Linked DNA regions of Anser cygnoides: region 2 is linked to region 1. The links are chromatin contacts, called in public Hi-C maps. All regions are on one chromosome and are shown on one strand. Each heading gives the region's core, a stretch centred on a gene start, on an enhancer-like site or on the middle of the called end of the contact. The rest is flanking DNA. Distances are from core to core; before and after follow the strand shown. Region 1 holds the start of WTIP (WT1 interacting protein). Region 2 overlaps LOC106033235 (a long non-coding RNA gene).

What was found. A called contact is a pair of places that touch in the nucleus more often than the background predicts.
Region 2: a Hi-C map of liver shows a contact between it and region 1, with 4 times the contacts expected there. The contact joins the enhancer-like site here to the promoter of WTIP in region 1. A contact is called at or near these places in 4 of 7 Hi-C or Micro-C datasets (fetal liver, granulosa cells and liver).

The regions. Positions count from the first base shown.
Region 1 is chr12:10,014,482-10,020,702 of Taihu_goose_T2T_genome, forward strand. WTIP (WT1 interacting protein) reads left to right here and starts at 2,197. Exons shown (of 8, transcript XM_013176618.3): 1 at 2,197-4,337. The coding sequence starts at 2,840. LOC136791767 (a long non-coding RNA gene) reads right to left here and starts at 580. Exons shown (of 3, transcript XR_010834352.1): 1 at 337-580.
Region 2 is chr12:10,105,586-10,111,806 of Taihu_goose_T2T_genome, forward strand. The region is part of intron 1 of LOC106033235 (a long non-coding RNA gene); the gene reads right to left. Among named protein-coding and RNA genes, the nearest start is that of GPI, 62 kb to the right of the region's middle. Within about 2 kb of position 2,451, at least 1 of the 3 cell types and tissues checked has open chromatin away from gene starts, as enhancers often do. A contact at or near this core is called in liver, where this site is marked.

The DNA of each region.
Region 1 (6,221 bases), core at 947-3,446:
GTGGATAAATGTTATGTTCATTATGTGTATGACAGGAGTACGATTTACTGGAGAAGAGCGGGTCTGTAGTATAGCCCCTGCTGTAGGGCTGAGACAGGAACACTGTGCAGGAATACTCTGGCCCAGGGCTGCAACAGACTTGACTGGGCCTTGCTTTGAGGATTTACTTTTTGAGCATAAGCTTTCAACAGTAAACATAAGTGATTTTCATCGTTTGATCCAAATTGCTTACTAAAAAGGGCTATTTCCGTAGATTCCCCAGACTCTCTCAGTCCCCAGTATGTTTTTCCCATGAGTTCATACTAAAGAAAGCACGTGCTTTAACTACTTACATACCGAGAGGCTTACTGTAAGAACTTGCAACCTGCTGGCAGCAGCAGCATCAGACTGTGCTGAAGGCAGAATGAGGGCTGATTTGTGGCTCAGAAGACAGAGCTATGGGAGGACAACAAGCTCCTCCGCTTGAGCTTATGCTTCTGACTTCACACAGCATCAGCTCTGCAGTTCCCACTGTTTGGCTCCTAAAAACAGCTGCTCAGAATCCTTCCTTGTGCAAGCACACAGGCAGAGCCCCTCAGGATATGCTCTCCACACCCTGTTTGATTAATAATAGAGTTACCTACCGTTAAGAAGTTAAAAAAAAAAAAAAAGAAATACAATAAATTAGCTTTTCTGTAGGTGCTCTGATGGCCTAGGTTCCCAGGTTGTCCATGAGCCTCTCCTAGATTCACAAGAAGACAACCTAATAAAAACTGTCAGTGAGTAATCCACAGCCAGTCAGAGGACAGATCATCCTAGCAAAGGCCCCAGGAACCAGAAACGGAGGAGCTCAGCACCCGCATGCTTGAAGGCAGCAGCCTGTGAGATGCCCACTGCCCGTAGTGCACTTTGTGCAGGAGTCCCTGGCTCAGCACTCAAGTTAACTGGGATTTCTGTGCGTGCTGCAGAAGGAGCCTCAGCTTCACCAGAAAGCACAAGGCTTGAGTGGAGCAGGGAATTGAAATGCTGCTGTGATCCAGGTCAGCGCCATGGCACCTTCGCAGGGAGGCTTCTGCTGCCATCGCCCAGGGCCTGCGCTGCGTGTTGTTTGGAACCGCGGCGGTACGTGCCAGGATGTGCTACAGCAAGAGGTGCTTTCAGCGGTCGCGCACCTGCAGACCAGAGGTGAGATACTACTTCTGGGAAGTAACCTCTGGAAGCATGTGGTGATACCAGCAGAAAGTGTAATGAGACCGCTGGAGATGTGAAAACGTAGCAGAAAAGTGGTTGACTCCCAAGATGGGTTGCTGATGTACACATACGTTCACATCAACAGTGAACAGCCTCTTCCATGTCTAACAGGTTTGCTTTTCAGGGCTGGTTTTGCACATTTAGATGGTTTGCTAGATTTCTTTTTTTTTTTTTTTTTTTTTTTAATGTTTTTTGCACACACAAACAGATTGCCAATCAATTGCCCTCCACAGCTGGGGACATTTTCAAGTACACAGTTGCTTTTAATGTTTAATTAGGTATGATAACAGGATAAAATGTTCTTGGCAGGGACAGAGCACCTGCAGCACAAACTTGCAACATATTTCTCTCATTGCATTGACACTGCTCAGGTACCTATTGCTCGGGCTTCCTCAGTGTTTCTGAGATCAACACTGATGCTCATCAGGGAGTTGTACTTATAAAAAAATTAACTGTAGGCTACAGTTTCACATCGGAGGTCTCAGCTCAGTAGACTGGTGTTTTCTGACAGACTGCTGTGTGTATACAAACGTAAATACCAAGCAGCACCGTGTTTGTTACGGGATCAACAGATAAAGCTTTCGCAAAATTACACAAACAGCAGCAAGCTTTTTTCAAGCTTATGTCAATTCGCAGATTGCTTTGGGCCACGGCGCGTTCATCGCGTCCCGGTATTGCTTTTATTTATTTATTTATTTAAAAACGAAGCCAATAAGTACAAGCAGCCCTCAGGTGCCGGGGCTCCGGCACAGGTGGGAGCCGCTCGCAGCGGCCGCGCCTCAGCCCCTGCCCGCGGGGGGCGCGCCCCGGCCGAAAGTTCCAGTCAGGGCCGAGAGCGGGAAACGGGGCCGCGGCCGCCCCCGCCCGGCACCGGGACCCCCCCTCAGGGCCGGGGACTCCCCTCAGCCCCCGGCCGAGCCCCGTGGCGGTGACAGCCCCGGGCAGCGGCGCTCGGGAGTGGGCCGCGCTGAGGGGAAGCCGCCGGCCCCGCCGCCGCGGCCGCCCTCTCCCCGCCTGACTCGGTGCAAATCATTGTTTGGCTCCGGCATTAACTACATTCCAGCGGGACGCAGCGCCCAGTCTCCTTCCTCGCATTCCTGCCCCACACAAAGGAGTCCCTGCCTCGCCGCGCCCCGCGCCCCGCCGGCCGCCCCGCGAAGCCCCTCACGGACCGGCCGCCGCCTTCGCCCCCGCCCGGGGGTGCGGGCAGGAGCCGCGGCCCCGCCGCGGGGCGGCCGGCCGGGGGCGGCGGGGGCAGGGAGCCGCCGAGCGCAAATTCCTCCGCGCAGCGCGCCATTGACTGGACCCAGCAACTTATTTAAGGCTGGAAAGTGACACAGGGGCTCCTCGCCTCCGCTCGCCGCCCGCCGCTGGGCAGCCCGGCCGCGCCGAGCCGTGCAGAGCCGGGATGCCGCCGAGGTGATCGCCGCCCAGCCTGCTCGCAGCCCGGGCCGCCCGCCGGGGAAGGAGCTGCGTCCCGCCGGCTGTGTCCTGTCGAGGGGCTTTCTTTTGGGGGCGGGTTTTTATTTTTTTTACTTTATTTATTTTTTAATCTTTTCCTCCTCTGGACTGCGCCTTCGCGGAGACTTTCGCCGGGCTCCGGCCGAGCATGGAGAAGTACGAGGAGGACATGGCACTGAAGGCCACCAAGCTCCTGGAAGATCTGTCCCTCTACGAGCCTTGCCCGGAGGCACCGTACGGCCGGGGCGGCCGCCGGGACCCGCCGCTCCCCCCGGACCTGGAGGAGACCAAGCGGGTGCTGGCCGCCCACATGCCGGCGGAGCAGCGGGGCCGCAAGATGAACGGCACCGCCGCGCCGCCGCCGCCCGCCGAAGCCTTCCCCTTCCCCGCCGCCCCCTGCGGCAAAGCCTACCCGCCCGCCGCCCCGCTCCGCGCCGCCAACGGCCGCGCCGAGCCGCCGCCGCCGGCCGCCGGGCCGCCGTGCTGCGAGGAGGGGCTGTGCACCCGCTCCGAGGTGGCGCTGCCCTGCTACAGCGGCTTCCCCGACAAGGGCAAGCGCTACTCGGCCGAGGGCTACCGCTACGCCGCCGGCAGCGCCTACGACGGCGGCTACGTGGCCAAGGGCGGCGGGAGGGCGGCCGGGGGCCCCGACGGCAAGTACGGAGCCGCCAGCCCCCGGGCCAGCCTGGCTCCCGCCGCAGCCGCCGCCTCGCCGGGCCCCGGCGCCGAGCACGGCAAGTTCTCCAGCCCCCGCTCCAGCCTGGGCGGCGCGGGGTGCTCGCTGCCCTACGAGAAGTTCTCGAGCCCCCGCTCCAGCCTGGTGGTGCCCGGGCAGGACAAGTACGGCAGCCCCCGCGGCAGCCTGGTGCAGTACGACGGCGCGGCGCTGAGCCCCCGCTCCAGCTACGCCAGCACGGCCAGCGACACCAGCAAGCACTCCAGCCCCCGCGCCAGCCTCACCAGCTACGACGGCGGCGGTGGCGGCGGCAGCAAGCCCAGCAGCAACCGCACCAGCGGCATCAGCATGGGCTACGACCAGCGCCACGCCAGCCCCCGCTCCAGCACCGCCAGCCAGTACTCGTGCCCCACCAGCCCCCGCTCCAGCTACTCGGACTCCAGGTACGGCCCGCCGGGCGGCGCCGAGCTGGACGGGGCCGCTGCCGCCGGCCTGGCCGTGGCCAGCCCCCGCTCCAGCCTCTGCGGGCCCCCCGAGGGCCGCGGCGTGCAGGGCGCTGCCGTGGTCAGCCCCCGCTCCAGCATCTCCAGCCAGAGCTCGCGGAGCTCCCGCGGCTCCATGAGCGCCTACCCCGAGCTGCAGCTGCCCTCGCCCCGCTCCTCGCTGCTGGGGCCCGGCCTGCAGGAGGACTGCGTGGTGCCCGAGCTGCCCGATGGCTACCACAAGATCCATGCCCAGTCCCCGCCGCGCCACGACCAGCAGCACCCGGCTGGCGGTGGCGGCCCCGACGCCGCGTCCCCCTACGCCTACAGCCCCACCAAAGGCTCGGCCTCGGCTCCCAAATTCAAGCTCCCCTACCAGGTGACGCCGAGCCGGGAGAGCGGCCCCAGCCAGGCGGAGAGGAGGCTGGAGGCGCTGACGCTGGAGCTGGAGAAGGAGCTGGAGATGCACATGAAGAAGGAGTACTTCGGTGAGTGACCTGCTCGGGGAGGCAGGGTGTGGGGCCTGGAGGGGGCGAGCGGCTAGAAGGTGATGGTGTGCGGGGCCTGCCTGGAGCTGGGTGATTTTAGCTCTGGGGAAGGTGAGGGTGTGATGCCCAGAACTGCTCTGGGCCAGTTACCTACTGAAGCCTCTGGTCATTGTAAGAGAAAGCTGGCTCACCACAGATACTGTCTTTCTAACTGGTGTCAGAAGCGTTTGCACTTTGCCTCGTACCTGGTGTTTTATCTTCTATTTCTTGTACAGTTTGCTAGGCTTTGTGACTCTTCCCCTTCCAGGTGCAGATAGGAGACTTGTCTCAAGTGTTACAGAAGCTGTTGGGGTTCACACTGATTTGCTCATTTGCCTTCATCGATAAAGTTCAGCCTGCTGAGGCTGTGGTATTTGTGATCATACTTTCAGGCCATCTACAACGTTTAAGTTGTTAAAGACAATGAGCCTGGCTGGTGAAGCAGTTTTAGTGCCTCATTCAGTTACGTTGTCCTAGTTCAGAGTGCTTGTGGCATCCCAGCATTGTTTCCACCCCGTGAGGCCTTGCAGGTCCGTGCTGCGCACGAGTCTGGTAGGGGTTGGTGTCATCTCTGGCACGTGAGGGGAGGTCAGGGGAGAGCAGACTTGTCTGTCCTTGGTGAGGTGGTGTCAGCTTTTTGGTAGTCATCCGGGTATCTTCAGTGCTTCTTTATAGAAAAAAAGCAACTTCTTGAAACACGTGAACATGCTTTGTAGTCGTGTCAAAGTTCCTGTGTCTTTTATTTTGTACTGGGTGATAAAGGCCAAAATGCCTTTGAAAGATAATCCTGGAGCGTACAAATACTGCCCCGTTCCTCTGGGGACGGGATGAGCCAGGCGATGGCTGGGTAGGGCAGCTGGACCTGGGCAGCCCTTGGGAGCAGCTTGAACTGGGGCTGTGGGCTCTGGGGGGGGGGGGACTCCTGTCAGAGAAGGGAGAACAAGGCCTGGGGAGATGGGGGGCTTGGGGTCACGAGGAGCTCAGTCAGCACCCAGCAGTGGCCCTGTGTGGGAACTGCTGAGTCCACGGCCTCTGAGGGGACGGGTACCTCAGCCTTTGTGTGCTGGCTGGGCACTGGTAGTGTGATCCCCGACTGACACAAGTGTTGTTCGAGATGGAGACGCATGTTACCTCAGCCTGTGATTTAAACGCTAAAGTTTGAGGCTGCTTTTGGTGTAGCATGGGTGTGCTCTGTGCGCGAGGGAGGAGTTATATGGCTTTGTGTGCTTGTAGTGAGACAGACCTGGACGGATCGCTTGAGGTAGCTGAGCGAGTCCCTGTCCTACTAGGAAAGCCTTTCTGTGAAGTGCAGCGGTATTGTTTTTACAAGCTCTTGTGCCTGGACAAAGGAGGCTGAATACAGTGCCAGCTTACTGCGGCAGCCTCGCTGTGCTTCCATCCATCCTGTGCAGGGCTGAAGAAGAAAGCTGATGGCGGGCCACTGCACCTGGTGTGGGGCTTCAGGTGCTGGCGGGCCCATCACCGGCTGGGGTCAATAACGGGTCACTCATGAGTATGTGCAGAAGCCGCATAGGGGCAGAGGGGGATTAATTAACGTGCTAACACCAAGAAATGTTACCTTCAAAATATCAGTGGTGTGCAGTGGGAGACAGAACTAAAAGGCATTTTGAGTAAGAAACATATCTTACAGCTGTCCTGACCCTCTGAGAGGCTTTTCCAGTGGCTAGGGAAGCTGGGTGTGATCAGGGGCTCCAGGAGCAGCCTCAGGAATCTGTGCTGTGGGTGGGTTTTTCTTATTTATAAGGACTTACCTGTTGTGAGTGTCACTACTTGCATGTATATTCTCTAGCAACATGTTGCAGCATGCCCTAAGCCTCGGCAGAT
Region 2 (6,221 bases), core at 1,201-3,700, 91 kb after region 1:
CTTATTTATTGTTTTTTTTTTTTCCTCCTTAGAATTAAAAAATATTTTGCCATGCAGCTAGCTAACCAGGTCTTGGATTTTATTGCTTGTTCTCTTGCTTATAAGGGAAACTTGAAACAAATTAAAATTATTCTGGCCTCGAACTAAAGGTCAGCGTTGTGGGGAAAGATGACTTGTTTGGAATTCAGTCAGGAAGTTTAATACAAATAATCCAGCTTGAAGTTCTGTGAGAACAAGTCCCAGCCAAAAAAAAAAAAGTGCTGATAGAACTAATTTAAGTACTAAATCTCTCCTTTCCAAGCATTTTTTCCACTGATAAACCCAGAGGCTTTTAAAGCTGCCATGGGAATAACTATTTAGCTGAGGTGTGAAGGAGATACTATTCGTACCTTCTGAGATAAAGCTGGGCCTTTGTCAGAAGACTTGAACAGGAACGAGCAAAGGAAGGGATAAAGGTATTGCTGTAAGTTGCCATGCAGATGGACCATGCTGTACAGAGACTCCATTACCTGTTACAAAACATCAGTCTGCAACCTTTTTTCAGCCAAGTGTTCATGCCACTAAAAAGGGAGAGCAGCTGATACAATCCAACTGTTGACTTGCAAATAAACAACTAACTTGTTATTAAAGAAATGTCATGCAGGTGTACAGATGCCTTCTGTATTTATAGAGAAATATTTCCTTCTCTGAGACTACATCCCAAATTACATTTGGAAGTGTTCACAACACAGAGAAAGCAGAGAAAGTCTTTAAGATATTCTATTCCCACTAGAAACAGATAATAAAAAACAGATATGCGAAATAGTGAAAAAGAGTAGATGCTCCACCTTCACATCACTGCCAGCTTTGAAAGGATGTCTTCACAAAGAATGGGAGAGAAAGCATTTGGATTTTTTAGGGTGTGTGCATGTATGTAAATACATAAGCACTTGTATTTTTTTAATAAAGCCTACAAGGACACAACTGATTGGGAAATACCTTCCATAACACTGGGAATAAGAATATGAATTCTTGATTCCTCACGGGTTTATACCCGTGAGCTTGCTCTGACTGAAGCCAGAGGGACTATAAAAGCTTCTGCATCCAAAGATTTAAACCCAGACTTAACCACTCTGTGTTTTTCTGGCTGACCAAAAGCCTTCACCAAGAAACAAAAAAAATCTTTCAACCCTATGTTGTTGTTACAAAGCATTCATTTCCACCAGCAACTGGCTACTCACATCAAACAAATTGTACTTGGGACTAAACAAGGATCAAGACCAAACAGCTTGAAATGTTTTCATAACAGTCAAATAATACAGCAAGTTCAGAGTGCCACGGTCCAGGATGAAATTGTCCTGTAGTAAGACAGGACCATGCATTGACCAAAAAGCCTATATAGGTCTTAAAAGAATGTTAGTGCATTTCCAGAGCTGCTGAACTAGAATAATAATTAATCTCTTTGAAAATCTGTAAGCAAGCTTTAAATTCAGCTTCCGTACCTGAATCTAACAGAACAACTAGTCAAATACTACTACTGAAAAAAATAATAATAATAAAATCACTCTTTACATTTGATGGACAAATATTTTGATAATTTTGCAGGGAAATTTGTTGTGGCCTGTCTTTCACCATGAAACATACACTTTGTGGATGTTGGAGCAGTTGGAATTATTACCACAATTCAACAGTCTTTCAAAAGAGGTTCCTGCTGTGTTACCTGCACATTCTATTTCAACCCTTCCTGTACGATTGCGACTCACTGCTGCCCTCTTTACTCCAATATCAGTTCCAGTGCCTGATAAAAACAGCACCAGGAGACCTCTTACCACTCAGCAATTCAGATTGTTATTTAAGTATTTGTCCTCTCTTCACAACAAAAATAACCTGGAGAAAGTTATATGCTTCGTTCAGAGAAAAAAAAAGTCCCAGTAATTCGGGGGGGGGGGGGGGGGGGGGGGGGGGGGGGGTAAGAAAAAACAAGAAGCACAACTGACTCACCAAGTGTTCACTTCCAACAAATAACAAGATGTTTTGCCACCCAAGATGTTATAACCAGACCTTAAAACATGGCTGTTTAAATTTGCCTCTAATGAAACATCAACAAAAGTATCTATAGCCTCTCTCCTTCTGTATGTCTCTGCGAGGCAGGTGCAGATTTCAGGAAGGTTCACAAAACAGACTCAGATGTGACCAATTTGTAAATTCCCAGGCAACTATCTGGAGAAAGGTTACTGCTGCCAAAAATGTGCACTTTGGAACGTTGTGGAATGTTTTCTGTGTTTACAGTAATGGTTTCACTTCATTCGGTCCTCATGATAAAGGATCAGACGCATTTCAGAGAAATATTAAGCACTACGGTGCTTAAGTGACAGTGTTGGTGTCAGTGCTCTCGCTCCAGCTGGTTAACAGATAGAGGCACCCGCAAGTGTTCTCCCAAAGGAACTGCAGCATTTTCCTGATGCATTTTAGAGGTTATTTCAGGGAGGAAAAGCACAATTTTCCATTTCCCAAATAAAGTTACATAATAAAGCATAGCCACCAACAAGCCAGCTCTGCCTTGAATAGAAGAGAGAGTTTATAAATGTCTTTTGGAAGGTAAGCTCTCCTGAACTACGTTCATGGAAAATTTTACTACAAACCACATTTCAGGTCATGCTTTCCTGGTGTTCATATACATTTAAAGCATAATCCACCAGGAGGTGAATAAACTTGTCTGGGCGAGGAACCTAACCAACTGCTGGAAGGGTGAGTACCTCCCTCTGAGCGACCAGCTCTTAGCAGGAAAGGGATACAAGAAGAGTTGCTTATCCCCCCTCTAGTTTCAGTTCAGACAAAATCCAACAGATTTTTTTTTTCCCCCCTACAGTATAGAAGGAAGAAATAACTACCTCATCAATTGCCTCATATCCTCAGATTCCTCCCTAAATTTTACAGCTTGGTTCTGAACCAAAAGCTTAAATAAAACCGTAACAAAGGAATTGGTATAACATAGCCGATAACATAGCACGAGAACACACACATTTCTTGAACGACTCCTGCATCACAGTGTCAGGGGGGAGGAATATTCCTTTCAGTGAATAAAACTAAATTTTTGGTCAAAGAACAAGCCCAAACATTGATTTCTTTCAATCAGTACAGATTTATTCTCTGATGACTGTGTAAAGCATCAGCTTCATACTAGCAATACAGAAATATTAATTTAATTCATGGTTAACTTACTCTTTGCCAGATAACTTTCTTGGGATGCCTTTTTTTCCAGTTTGTCTTGTTTCTCAAACCAGCAAAAATGAAAGGATTCACATGTGTCATTTTTAATGCTGAACATTAAAGACAAATGTTCCTTTTGGCCAAAACCAAGGAAGTTCCTACAACTCTGCTCTTCACTGGTAATAGAGTCAGACAGTCCATTACTTATTCTGTTTCATGATTTAGTCTACACAAAGTACTGAAAAATAAGAAACAGCAATGCTAACCCAAAAAGTAAGTTTCGTCCCAAACCTCTGTTTATACGTGCAATGCCAGCAAAGCCCTTTGGCATGACTGTTGCATAGCAGCCACCCAAATTTTGTACTCTAAAGGGAGATAAGCTTTTCCAACATACCTGTCAAGCTTCAGCCAAATTTACAAAAAAGAATACCTACATTTCTGCTTGTATTATACATTTGCATGTGTATAATACCCACGAGACAAAGAAAAGTGTTATCAGAGGTATCTTAAATGTCACCTTATTGCTCAAAGACAACAAAATAGATGTCATGAACAACCAGAACAAATACCATTTCTGAGCACCAAAGCCTGACACTCATCCTATGAGCAGCAGAAGTTGGAAAAGCGATGGTATTCAGAAGAAGCAGATGACCAGGAGATTTTCAGGCTCGTACTGGCCCACCAAGCAATGGTGGCAAACCAGACATCCCTCTGCCTTAGCGTCTGCTATTTATAAGCTGTTATATCAAAAAGCCAGTCCCACAACGGAGTACTACTATGAGAAACAAGCAGAGGCATGAATTAATGCATTAACACTTCGAAATTCCCTTTATGTTTGTCAGACTCTCCTAATTCACCGAACGAGGGTGAAGCTCCCTGTACAAACAGCAGCTCTGTGCAGCACTGTCTCCCTCCCGTTACTGCTGCCTCCTGTTAAAGAACAACGTGACAGCAGTGACACAGAACAGCTGCCCCCAGAAAGTTTACTCTCGTGGGCCTGCCAGCGCCTACCATCTGCAGCTCCCTGCACAATGTCACATCTACCTTTCATGCTGCTCAGGGGTTTTAAAAGTCTCCAGAGCAGCAGTGGTGGCATGCAAGGGGGAAACAGTAAACCTTCTACCTCCAGATTACTTTAGCAGTTTTGAGGGAATTTTTTTTGCCATCTTGGAGGACTAAAATAGGTCAGAAGGCCTGTTTTTCCAAATTATTTACAAAGTCTTTTCATGGTTATGAGTGATTCATATGGCTCCTGAGGAGTAAAAAATAAATAAATTAAAACCCAAAGCCCAAGAAACACTCTCCTCTCCGTGTTCATTTTTTGCTATACCCTCAAGCTCTGGAATGATACAATGGAGGGAAAAGGAATTCAAGTGTATACATAAAGGTCTATATAGCTACAGCATAAGTATATGAAAATGTAACCCACAAGAATACTGGCTGCATGCTCAAGAAGCCGGTAGCATACAAAAAGATTTCATTTGCAGAGCTGGACTCTAGACAGATGAGGTTTTAAGAGCTTCAAGAATTTGTGCTCAGGTGCACGCCTACTTTTTTTCCTAAATATTTTGTCATGCATTTTGCCACACACACTCAAGCCAAAGCAAGCAGCCTCATGCTGGCCAGAAATACAACTCTGCAAAAAGAGACGGGCCAGCATGACCTGCGGCAGACACCCAACATGAAGGAAGCTTGCTTGCACCTCTCCTAATACATCTGACCACCCTCAGGAGGACCTAAGCCCTGCAACTGTGCCCGTGACAGTGACATGGCACACAGGGGCCAGGTGGGAGCCACTGCTGCTTGCACACCTGACTATTCCCGAAGTTCCCTGCCAACAACTGTCATTATCTGCTCATTTACAGGGATCCCCCCGCCATAATCCTTCTCTTCCCTTCAGCCATTTGCATGTTGCCTCCCTGTAGGCAGCCGCTAGCCTCCCCTGCACGACCACTAGTAACAAACTTCATTTCCATCCTGGAGAGCATCTCTATCCATACACAAACCTTTGCTGACCTGAACTGTGAATTTGCCACTTGCTTTCTTTCTTTGTAGGGCAGTGATAAGATAACATTTACACTGTATTACAAATACACTGTATTCACCTGTATTTGTAAGTGGAAAAATCTTTTTAGAGCAGAAGCATAGCAGTTAATTTCAACTACATGAATAGCTTCTTGGAGAAGCTACACCTTTACATTTCCCACTGTAAAACCCAAAGATTTACTGGAATCCAGGCAGCATTAATGCTATTGTGTCTGCAGACTAACCAGGTAACATGAAAGGCATTCCCCTCATGAACAAAGCAAAACAGATGCAACTTAGGCAGCGTGATCTGCTCTCGTTAGGGATGCGAGTGGATACGTATCCCTCCAACCAAGGCACCTCAATTAAAGCTGTGCTTTCTGACCTTCGCAGTAACTGCGTGCAGATCTTCTGAAGTCCTTGCTAATGTGCATGGAGCTCAGTGTAAAGCCTATAAAGGTCCTTTAAACTACTGTCTTCACCTGTAGCTTCAGAGCAATTAATAGTTTCTGCACATGAACTTCCAAGGTACCTCCAGACTGACCAGCTCATGTGAGGTGGGATAGGCAACAATATGCATCAGAATGGATGGAAGAATGAATCTTAACCTACTAAGTTGTGGTACGGCCACTGGCCCTAGGCCACAGACTTGTTTAAAGACTATCCAGATAATTCAGGAAAGTAACGGTGCTATCATCAGCAGAGAACTGAATCTCTCAGGTACAGCATCATTTGTAATTAAACTAGCATTCATCGTAAGGAGCTGAATAGGCAAATGGTTTACGAACATGATCACACAGTTACACTGGGAAAGACAACATATGGACCATATTTACACACAACCCAAAAAGCACTGCAGCTCCACAAGGAAACATATAGAAATCAGATAAGTAATAGCAACTCATAGGAATGAAGCTAAGCATTATATGAAGAGAAATAAAAGCTCTTTCTCTTAGGGGACCTCTCATACTGTTGCAGGACATTTTGCCAAGGCTTGCACACATACC